Linked DNA regions of Mus musculus: regions 1 and 3 are each linked to region 2. A link is a contact called in public Hi-C and HiChIP or PLAC-seq data. All regions are on one chromosome and are shown on one strand. Each heading gives the region's core, a stretch centred on a gene start, on an enhancer-like site or on the middle of the called end of the contact. The rest is flanking DNA. Distances are from core to core; before and after follow the strand shown. Region 1 has its middle 3.6 kb from the start of Gm31452. Region 2 holds the start of Dimt1 (DIM1 dimethyladenosine transferase 1-like (S. cerevisiae)). Region 3 overlaps Ipo11 (importin 11).

Region 1 (3,557 bases), core at 109-2,608, 110 kb after region 2:
AAAGCATGTGAACATTGTTAGTTTAAATCCAGTGCTTAATTGTGAGGAGTGGGTGTGGCAGCAGTCCCAAGATGGCGCCCGGGACTGCAGCTAAGTCTTATGACTTGTACCTGACTTCCTCATACACCTGAAAATAGCCAAGACCATCTTGAGAACTGCGCAGGTGTACCATGATGCTGGCGGTGTAAACAAGTCCATATTTGGTGGAGACATGCCCCTGCCAACCTGATTGGCTGAAGCTGCGTGCCTGGTGTGGTGACATGGCCTGTTGTGAGTGGATGGGAACTGAGAGTATATAAGAGTGAGAGGCCCGGGGTTAGAGGGAGATATAGATGAAGAGAAAGAAGAGAGATGAAGACTGAAGTTTGCTGAATAAACTGCTGTTAGAAGGACTGGTGGTCGTGTCGTTCTTGCTGGTCGAGAGCAGACGCGGCACTTAATAAATGAATATTACATGACTATGAACTATAAAACAAAACCCTCGAGTCTGTAGTAAGTGACAATATACCTGTTGCATCACTGGGAAGAGGTCTGGTTAAGGAACCAGTGAAGGAAGATGACTGTGGAATATGGCTCTGGAGGCTTGGTTTGTCTTAGCAGTTGCCAAGTGAAAAACTTGAGCTGTTTGATTAACCACGTCCTATGTGGCTGGTTAAATGTGCTTCGCCCATAGGAAGTGGTACTGTTAGGCCTTGTTGGAGGAAGTGTGTCACTGTGGGGGTGGGCTTTGAGACCCTCATCCTAGCTGCCCAGAAGCCAGTCTTCTCCTGTCTGCTTCAGAACAAGATGTAGCACCCACAGCTCCTCCAGCACTGTGCCTGCCTGGACAGTGCCATGTTCCTGCCTTGATGATAATGGACTGAACCCCTGAGCCTATAAGCCAGCCTCGATTAAATGTTGTCCTTTATAAGAGTTGCCTTGGTCATGGTATCTCTTCACAGCAATGGAAACCCTAAGTAAGACACCCTATTAACCTAGTGACTTTAAATAAACTTCCTAAGAAGAGCATGGTGTGTGTTCTCCACAGGCATTTGCTCATGTAATGAGGGATTGCCATTAACAACCCATAAATGAAACTGCATTTATATGAGCCGACAAATGAAAAGGGATCTGAACTCACAGCTTAGGATGTGGACTGTTGCTATGCCTTCTGGTTGACAAGATGGTTGAAGTATGAAATCACTACAGCCAAGTGTGGAACCTGATTGCGTTGGTGCCAAAGCAGAACTCTGTTTTTGTCTACTGAGAGACTTGGGCAACAGGTATTCATTGCTCATCCTCTTTCAGCATAAGAAATACAGGGAGGGAGTGAGCAGAGGCGAACTTGAGCAATAAAAAACCCACATCCCACAGCCTACCCACATCAGAAAGCCTCCACGTGATTCCAAGCAGCAGAACCACACAGGAGAAGGCAGGCAGCCTCTTCTGATATTGAGTAGCAATTGCAGCATGTTGCTTGTGTAACACAGAGACCAAAACTTTGGCTGAGCAAGAAAGTGAGGTGAAGTTTCCATCAATTCCCAGTTCAAAGACCTGTGGAATTTGGGAATCACCAACTCTGCTGTTAATTGGATGTTGCTTCTTATTTTAAATTAATAGTCCATCTGTTGCTATAAAATAATTGAATTATATGACATCTCACCCCTTCCACGTTTCCTATGTACTTCCGTGACGTTTCAACAAGACTCATGTGGCTTCGCTTTTCATAAAGACTCCCAAGGAAGGGATTTTATGACGTCCCTTGTTAGTGCTTCCAGGCTGTCAGCTCACATCTGCAGGAAATCTTTTCCTGCATCTCTTAGGAAACCCACTCAAAATTAACGAGTAACTGAACCCTGCTCCTGAGTGGGAAGGGAAGATAATGGAATCTGAGTCCGCTGTTGCAAAAGCAAATGGAACCTCAGCTCACCACTTGGCACCTGAGCTTCCAGAAGGCTCTGAACCATTATCTGCAGCTGAGCCCTAGGCTGGCAGGAGATGTGATCGGTGCCTGCCTTATCCTTTCTGTTTTAGCGAGACTGAAGTGGAACTGAGCCAGAGAACTACTGCAGCACAAGGCAAAACATTTCTGAAAGTTTTGGGAACTTGGAGATAGTCACGGATGTACGATTTATACCGTAACTAAGGAGGGTTCAAGTCACCTCCCCTCCTATGTTTAAAGATTATGTAGCCTATCTCTGTGTGTATATTCATACATACTTTTAACGGCAACCTAAAAATTCTAACATATGGTTCAAAATAGAATGATTTATTAAAAATTAATAGTTAGGTATAGAGTCAGAGTTATGAGGGCTGGCTGGTGAGAAATACCTGTTTTAGAAATGGCTAGGGTGGTCTAGTGACATCACATACCATGGAAAGAAAAATCCAATGTGATGAAAGCTATATAGAGAGGAGGATCAGAGGGAGGACTGGTGGGGAGTTTGAGCAACATTAATCCAAGCAGAATTTGAGGTGAATGAGCCACGTAGGGTCCTGAAATCCTCATCATGGCTCCAACTGAGGCCTGGAATGTAGTTTTCTATGCCGGCAGCAGGAGCAAGGACAGTACAGAGTCAATAGTACAAAAGACAGAACACGAAATCCAGATAAACAGGAGCAAGTAACCACGCAGTTCTTGGGGCATCTCAGGAGTGTGTGGAAGATGTTGAGCGGATTGCAGGACGATGTCTGTGTCCAGCCACCAGGCTTCCCTGCTTGAAGTGTTGTAGAGCAGTTTCCTCTGAGACGGAAACACCCCATCTCCCGAAGAAGCTCCTGAGAACAGAAAGAAAAAACCTCAAAAGAGCCTCGGGAAGTCTCTAATACCAGCCAGAAAGAAAATGGAAGGATCAGAATTTCCTGAGTTATAAAGTATTATAATTAATACCATTGACTTGGTAGGATCTAGAATCATCGAAGAGGCAAGACTCTGGAGACGACTGTGAGGAATTATCTCAATTAGATTAACTTGTGGGCATTCCTACAATTACCTTAACTCAAGTGGGAAGACCCACTGAATTTGGGCAGCATCTTCTACATGGTCCCACATATAAAGATGTGCGGAGGAGGGAAAAGCTTTTTGCCTGCCTGTCTTGGCATCTCCCTGGTGAGATGTTCCCAAGGTCGTCTATTCTGTTTCTGTCAGTGCGGCAGCCGCCTCTGCTGTTGAAGTCAGAACTCTACTTCTTTGGTCTTCCAATGTGGACTGGAGACCAGTGGCTCTCCAGAAATCCTTCAGGCCTTGGCATCCAGTCTCATGGACCAAGCAGCTACTTGTGCTCAGCTATTCCAGTGTGAAGAAAGCCACTATTGAACTACCCAATTGTATCATGTAAGCCAATACGATAAACCCTTCTTTAGTATTTATTAATTCTATTGGTTCTGTTCATTGAGAGAACCCTGACAAGATAAATACACAAGGTAGTTATGATTTCTACCTGGCTCCTTGTATCCGGGGTTGACTGTTCCGACTCTTGATCAAAAGCTATCAGTTCTATTTCCTTTCACCTCAACACCTTAAGTTTCTTGAATATTGTCAGGTTAGCAGACAGGGAGACAGATTTGAGTGTCAACCA
Region 2 (3,326 bases), core at 177-2,676:
CTGCGAGGGGAAGCTTAAGTTCCAGAAAGAAAAACAACGCCATAATTTTTTTTTTTTTTTTTTTTTTTTTTTTTTTTTTTGCTAATCGCGTATTTTGGCTTTTGTAACTGTAGTTAGCTTGCAACTGCGGGATGGGAACCTTGAGGGCTTTCCAGGCTCAGAGATGAATGAACTTGGGTCCGGAATACCCAGCTGTAGTCACCTGCGGCTGGAAGAAAGGCTTTCCATTGGCTCATAGGCAGTGTTCAAGTGCTCCTTGGTGGGAACCCCATAATAGTCGACTATAAATAAAAGATTATATTAGGATATTTTAGAACTTTCCCTGTGCTCGAATTACAGCAAAGAAAGGAAGGACTAAAACCTAGGCTACGAGAAAAAAAAAAAAAAAAAAAAAAGCCGGGCGGTGGTGGCGCACGCCTTTAATCCCAGCACTTGGGAGGCAGAGGCAGGCAGATTTCTGAGTTCGAGGCCAGCCTGGTCTACAAAGTGAGTTCCAAGGACAGCCAGGGCTATACAGAGAAACCCGGTCTTGAAAAACAAAACAAACCAAAAACCAAAACAAACAAACAAAAACCTAGGCTACGGAACAGGTTCTTAGCAGTAGCCTTTGGTGGTTGATTGCAAAGACTTTCTTCAGCGCACAAACAGAAAAATTAAAACCGAAACATTACACTGGCAAGAAAAACAGCCATGAATCTTTTATTCTGTATGTTACAGCCCGGCGTATAATCCCATTACAATATCCAACACATACCTGTAATCAATCCCATTTACAGGGTTTTGAAATTGTTATAGCCTTTATCTTTCAATAAATAAACATTGAGAGCAGCATATTTTAACTATGACATTCCAGTGCTGGAACTCAGCAAAACGACGAGAAAATGAACAAAAAGCATAGAGAAGTAACCAGTAAGTGCCGTGTTGGAACGAGAGCTAATTCTAATCTAACTGCTTTCCACAACGGAGAGACATGTTACCCTAAACCACCAAGCTCCGTGTCCATCGAGCCTAGGCTTCTCAGCCCACAACCTGCAGGGAAACAGGAGAGACACGAGAGATCTTTCCGCAGATATCAGAATGTCCCAGGGCAGTGCCAAATGAAGCACCCAATTTGCCGAGACCCAACCAATCCTAACTGCCTGCCTGAGCGGCGCGGTTTCCTCTGGGAAATCGGGCTCTTGGGGAAGTTGTTGCTCCAGCTAAAACTCTAAAATCCGGTGGCTAACCCGCTGGAGCCAGCCTTGCCTCCGGAGGAGCTCACCAGACAGAAACTACAATCTCAGCAGCCACTGGGCTCGAGTCCGCCTTGCCGCGGGAGGAGCCCATAAGAGACTACAATTCCCAGCAGCCACTGGGCTCCGGCCTGCCGCTGACTGGGTGGGTCGGTGATCGCAGTGGGCGGGGAAGTGGGCCTCTCGGGCGCCTAGTCGTGACGGCGACTGAGGGCGACTTCCACGCGGTTCCCGGCTGCTTTCGCTTGGCACAGGGACTCCTCCGAGAAGATGCCGAAGGCCAAGTCCGCAGCGAGTAGCCGCCGGCGGGATCGTCAGGAGCAGCGCCGGGAGCTGAAGCGAGCTGGAGGTGCGGTGTGGAGGATGCTTGGGACTGACCCGCGGCGGGGGAGCCCTACGGTGGCCTGCGCCTCTAGCCGCCCCGAGGAGGGTGGGCGCTCAGCGCTGACCCTTCCCCGCGCGCGCCTGGTCTTCCTTGCCAGCAGGAGGGATGGATGGACTCAAAGATACATCCCAACCCCGGCCGGGAGCGCGGCGCTTGTGGATGCATTGGAGCAGAAACCGTCCCGGGTCCATCCTGCTTCTCTGGGACGGCCTGAGATCGGTTCTTGAAAAGTTGGGAAATTAAGGCTGCTTCGTGTTTTATTTCAGGACTCATGTTCAACACAGGGATCGGACAACACATTTTGAAAAATCCTCTAATTGTTAACAGCATCATCGATAAGGTGGGTGTTAACGATGAAAGGCAGAGCGTTTGTGGATTGTATTTTTCTGACTACTTAATGCCTGTATGCCTAAGTTGCATGCCCATAATTATCCCAGCATTTGGGGAAGCTGAGGCAGGGTGATATGCTCGACCGCAGCCTACATACTAAGAAAATATAAACCAAGATAGGGTGCCTGACAGAATAGTTGCTCTGTATGTATATGTTGGATGGGTTGAGAATTGCCCAGTGATTTCCAGATTATTTCCACTTTTTGGAGGCTCCATCTTGTTTTTGGAACTGGGTCTCATGTAATTCAGGGTGGCCTCAAACATGGTGTGTGTCAAAGCCAGCCTTGAACTCCACTTTGCAAGCGTGTATCATTTTGATCACTTTCTAAGTACATCATCGTTACTCTTTTTATTCCAGACCGTAAATTTACGTCCAAATCACACTGAGTTTGTTCCTCAGGAAAAGATATGGTACTGCATATGAACTGTTTGGAGGATTCCTTCTGTATGGGTTACTGTGCTGTGCTTATGGAGGATTGAGGGCCTGGAGGTAAAATACAGACGGTACAGGGAGCATCCTGGAGCCATAGAGTATAGTTCTCCAGTCTCACCGAATATTCTACTCATAAGCATATGCACACTGGTAACGTTTTGTATGGTTACTATATTCTTAAAACTGTACAGTGGTTAAGAATTGAGAAATCTTTTCCATTTGAATGCACTCTTTCCCATTTGAACTCTTTGGAAGTTACAATTAGTTACAGTTTGCTGGAATTATTGCCAATGTAGAAAGCAGGAACCCACCAGTAGAACCGATTGCTCTTGCTTTTGTTCTGGCTCCAGAAGCTGAGTATATCCCCTAAGTTAGGAAATACAGGTTTTCACTTATACCTAATGCCTTTGAGGTACTACTGCTGTTAACCACATAAACCCTGAAAAAAATGAAGCCAGAGTAAAATGTCTTTAACTGTACATTGATAAACAGAAACAGTCACTTACAGACTTTGTGTTCAAGTGGGCCAGAGCATAAAGGAGTTGTGTTTATTTATAGGCTGCTTTAAGACCTACCGATGTGGTGCTGGAAGTTGGGCCTGGGACTGGCAATATGACTGTCAAGCTGTTAGAAAAGGCCAAAAAGGTAAAAGTGGGGTTTCGTGTGTTACTCTCAAATTAGCTCAGCTGGTTTACAAATGTGAATGTTTTAATAAATTGGCATTGTTCCAATAGTAGTTAGTGGGCCCTTAGAAATTTTATCTCTAAAAATGAGATCTTTCTATCAAAGAAAACAAAATCTACACTTGATGTATTGGTGGGTGATCTAATATAGGAATGGGCCATGTGTTTAAAGGAGTAATAATAAAATAGAAAGTCTGAGATAA
Region 3 (3,376 bases), core at 27-2,526, 90 kb before region 2:
CCAGCCCATGCCATAGTTTTCATAACAAAAAAGTAATTGTCAAGATTGAAAGACTTTGCCAGGCATAGTGGTGCACGCCTTGAATCCCAACACTTGGGGAAGAGAGGTAGGTGGATCTTTGTGTGTTTGAGGACAGTCTGGTCAACACAGTGAGTTCTAAGATAGCCAAACCTACAGAGTGAGACCCAGTCTAGAAAAAAAAAAAAACCAAAAAATTAACAAAGTTTTAAAAAAGTAAGACTTTGTCTAGCCAGAATTTACTTCTCTTATTTGATATAAAACACAGCTAAGAAATTAAGACATTTAACAGCTACAGCTTTCAAATTCCATATGTAAAATATGGATACATATGTGCATATACATATTATGATATAGTTTAATACAGTTATACGTTAGCTACTATACTCATGTTATAGCATTTCTTTCATAGAAGGTCATATAAAGATAATACATACAGTTCACAGGATACTGGCTCTTAACTGGACAAGATCCCAACAAATCTAGCTTCTAACTTCAATACTAAAGTTAAAACTGTCAGTGAAATTGTTGTCCCAAATGTAGACTAACTAAGACTAACTAAGCAGTGACCACTGCTGCTTAGCATACGAAGACTAACGTCTGAGTCCCGGTCTGGGAGGCAGGCTGCCAAGGTGAGGGTGTAGCTCATGGTGAGGCTTGCTTCCCACTAGAATACCTAGAACACTATCAAAACAACTGAAAACTTAAGGTACACTGAAGGTTGCTAGGTTTAGGACAAGTTGGTAAAAGGCTTTTAACTCATCTCTATCCAATGAGGTTTTAGGATAGACATTATTCCAATCAGCTACAATCGTATTAGCAGGGGGCTGGAGAGATGGCTCAGTGATTAAGAGCACAGGTGATCTTCCAGAGGATCTGGGTTCAATTCTAACTCCCACATGACAGCTCACAACTGTCTGTAATTCCTGTTCCAGGAGATCCGACACCTCACTCAGACATACCTGCAGTCAAATCAATAATGTATATAAAATAAAAATATTTATAAAATTATTAAAAATAAATTATAAAAACAAGCCAAAACAAAACAAAAAAAATGAGAAATCCAAAACTGCATTTTAACAAGACCTCTAGGTGACTTGTACACACATTCAAATTTGATGCCTTTGGTACAGAGGAAGGAATTCGGCCAAATTGAACACTCGCTAGAATTCAATCAGTTTCTCTCTTTCTCAGCCATCCATTCTATGGAGGCTCGGCCTCACCAATATCAGCATGACAATCAATTTAAAATGACAATACCTTCAGCACTTGAACTTGACCTTCTGTAGTAATCTCTGGTAGCAGCTCATAAAAGGACTGGCACAAACCTGCTGCATATGTCTGAAATCCAATCAAAGGTCAATATGTGTAAGAACACAGCTACAATACTGAAAAGGCAAGAAACTCAATTTGGAAGGTCTCACATTATTCAAGAATTGGTACTAAAGGTCTAAGCAAACACTTTCAAGTAAGACCCCTCATAGGAAGAATGAAGAAGATAGGCCGTAAGCTACTGCTACACTGACTGCTGAGTATATAGTTACGTAGATAGTGCATCTTCTGTAGTCAGCTTCAGTGGAACTGGACGCTGATCTCGCCCTTCCTACAGTGAGAAATACTTACAGGGAAATAAAATCTCTAAGCACTAAAGTATCAGACCGAATCTGAACTTTGAAAAGGCACTTCCTGATACCACACAAACCCCAAAATAATATATAATTATTAACAATGCAAAAGGTGTTCTGACATACCTGTAAAAATTCTGTTGATGATAAAAAGATATAGCCATTGATGATCTTAAAGCAGGTTCTGAGATTCTCTGAACTTAATTCTGCCAAAACAGTAATTATTGTTTAAAAGAGCAAATTAACTAGCTGTTCAAAATTTAAGTGAGGTAATGATTCATTTTAGTTAAAACTAAGTTGCTATAGCAACTTGAAGCACTCAAGTTTGTTTTTAACCATGATTACTAATGGATTTTGACTGTTTATGGTTCCTGAAGCAGCAAGCATGCAGCTTACCGTTTGCAAGGCAGCTGGATGGAAGCTCTAGGATAGAAGATCAGACAGGATTGACAATGTTTTATCATCAGAAAAAGAAAAAGAAAAATCTCTACAAACAAGTGAAAAAGAAAAACTAAGTTACAGCAAGGGTGGTGACACACAATTATAGTTCCAGCACTCAAGAGGTTGAGGCTGGAGGATTGTGAGTTCAATGCCAGCCTGGATAAAAGGAAAATAAAATAAGAGCAACTTACATGCTTTCTTTATAAATTTTCGTGACTACAATCTAGCCAGTATTCATAAGCTGGTCAGATGTAACAGTGCTCTCATTCACCCTGTAGCAGTAAAACTCTAAAGACTGAGAAAGGCACCCTTCCCTTCTGTCGTCAGAACAACGCTAGGAAAGCGCACGGCTGGGACTTTTCATTTCCAACCAAAACCTGAGCTGGGTCCTGGGGTTTCCTGGTTTATAAAGAAAAGTATGTAGAGAGCAAGCGTGTTCAGTTTTTAGTGGGGGAAGACGGCAGAGTGGGGTCGCTGTATGAAGCTGACCATGAAAGCGTGGAACCCTGCTCATGAGAAGGCTCAGATGACCGGTCTGGCTGACGTTCTGACGCGGCCAGACTGGCACTACATAAAATCCCCAAGGTAGGAAAAGAAGCTACACAAGGCCTTTGTGCCAAGCACACCTCCTTTCTTTCCCTAAGACAACTAAAAGACAGAGTTTTCTAGGGAATCAGCAGGAAGCAGCCGGCACTGCCTTTGGGAATGATTGCATGTCAAGGAAATGGCAAAGGGCTGGTTACTGAAAAACAGACTTTGAGTTATTACTTGAGAATTCTTCTAATCTGAGGAGGAATAAGGAATGACATTTTTTTAAGGCCCTCAAGAAAAGAAAGTGGGGAGTAAGGGGGAAGGGAATAGAGAAAGGAAAGGGTCTCGGGAGAATGAAGTGATTAATGGCATTATCTAGTCAGCACAGTCATCTACCCACTGAGTTTCGACTGTTACCAATCATACCTGTGTCCACTCACATCCGCTCCTGTTTGCAAAGAATCTCTCCTTTCCTAAACTAGAACTAGAATTTTTATGTCTGATAAAACTTCTCAAAGTAAGTAAATTCTTGACAAAGGGTCCAAATTTGGGGGTCTTCTACCTAAATACTCGCCCAGAACAATAGTCAACAAAGTTTTAGTAACAAAACTAAAGCTGCTTCATGGCTGAGCCTTGTGGGAGCTGAGGGCTGGGAAAAGAGCTCAGTGAGTAGATGGCTTCTTGCACAAGGGAGGAGCTACACAGGGACCCACAGAGCCCCACAGAAAGCACTCATGGCAAGGAATGACTGACTGCGTGCT

The links. A called contact is a pair of places that touch in the nucleus more often than the background predicts. HiChIP or PLAC-seq counts read pairs in DNA pulled down with a chosen protein or histone mark.
Region 1: a Hi-C map of CD8 T cells shows a contact between it and region 2, with 2.0 times the contacts expected there. The contact joins the enhancer-like site here to the promoter of Dimt1 in region 2. A contact is called at or near these places in 5 of 39 promoter capture datasets (the C10 cell line, the HPC-7 cell line, HPC-7-derived erythroid cells and 2 more), 4 of 484 Hi-C or Micro-C datasets (CD4 T cells, CD8 T cells and fetal liver), 11 of 115 datasets of contacts at active chromatin or transcription factors (the 230-238 cell line, the SCID.adh cell line, bone marrow-derived macrophages and 6 more) and 3 of 9 other capture datasets (adipose tissue, liver and pancreatic islet).
Region 3: a contact with region 2 is called in an H3K27ac HiChIP or PLAC-seq map of embryonic stem cells, with 5 read pairs. The contact joins the enhancer-like site here to the promoter of Dimt1 in region 2. A contact is called at or near these places in 19 of 39 promoter capture datasets (the 3T3-L1 cell line, 3T3-L1-derived adipocytes, the C10 cell line and 12 more), 1 of 484 Hi-C or Micro-C datasets (embryonic stem cells), 3 of 115 datasets of contacts at active chromatin or transcription factors (the SCID.adh cell line and embryonic stem cells) and 3 of 9 other capture datasets (adipose tissue, liver and pancreatic islet).

Annotation. Positions count from the first base shown.
Region 1 is chr13:107,058,318-107,061,874 of GRCm38.p6, forward strand. No RefSeq gene overlaps it. Among named protein-coding and RNA genes, the nearest start is that of Gm31452, 3.6 kb to the right of the region's middle. Within about 2 kb of position 1,359, at least 38 of the 459 cell types and tissues checked have an H3K27ac peak or open chromatin away from gene starts, as enhancers often do. A contact at or near this core is called in CD8 T cells, where this site is marked.
Region 2 is chr13:106,945,703-106,949,028 of GRCm38.p6, forward strand. Dimt1 (DIM1 dimethyladenosine transferase 1-like (S. cerevisiae)) reads left to right here and starts at 1,427. Exons shown (of 12, transcript NM_025447.4): 1 at 1,427-1,581; 2 at 1,884-1,957; 3 at 2,999-3,085. The coding sequence starts at 1,503.
Region 3 is chr13:106,855,460-106,858,835 of GRCm38.p6, forward strand. Ipo11 (importin 11) reads right to left here. Exons shown (of 30, transcript NM_029665.4): 23 at 1,770-1,849; 24 at 1,279-1,359. Among named protein-coding and RNA genes, the nearest start is that of Lrrc70, 21 kb to the left of the region's middle. Within about 2 kb of position 1,277, at least 5 of the 459 cell types and tissues checked have an H3K27ac peak or open chromatin away from gene starts, as enhancers often do. A contact at or near this core is called in embryonic stem cells, where this site is marked.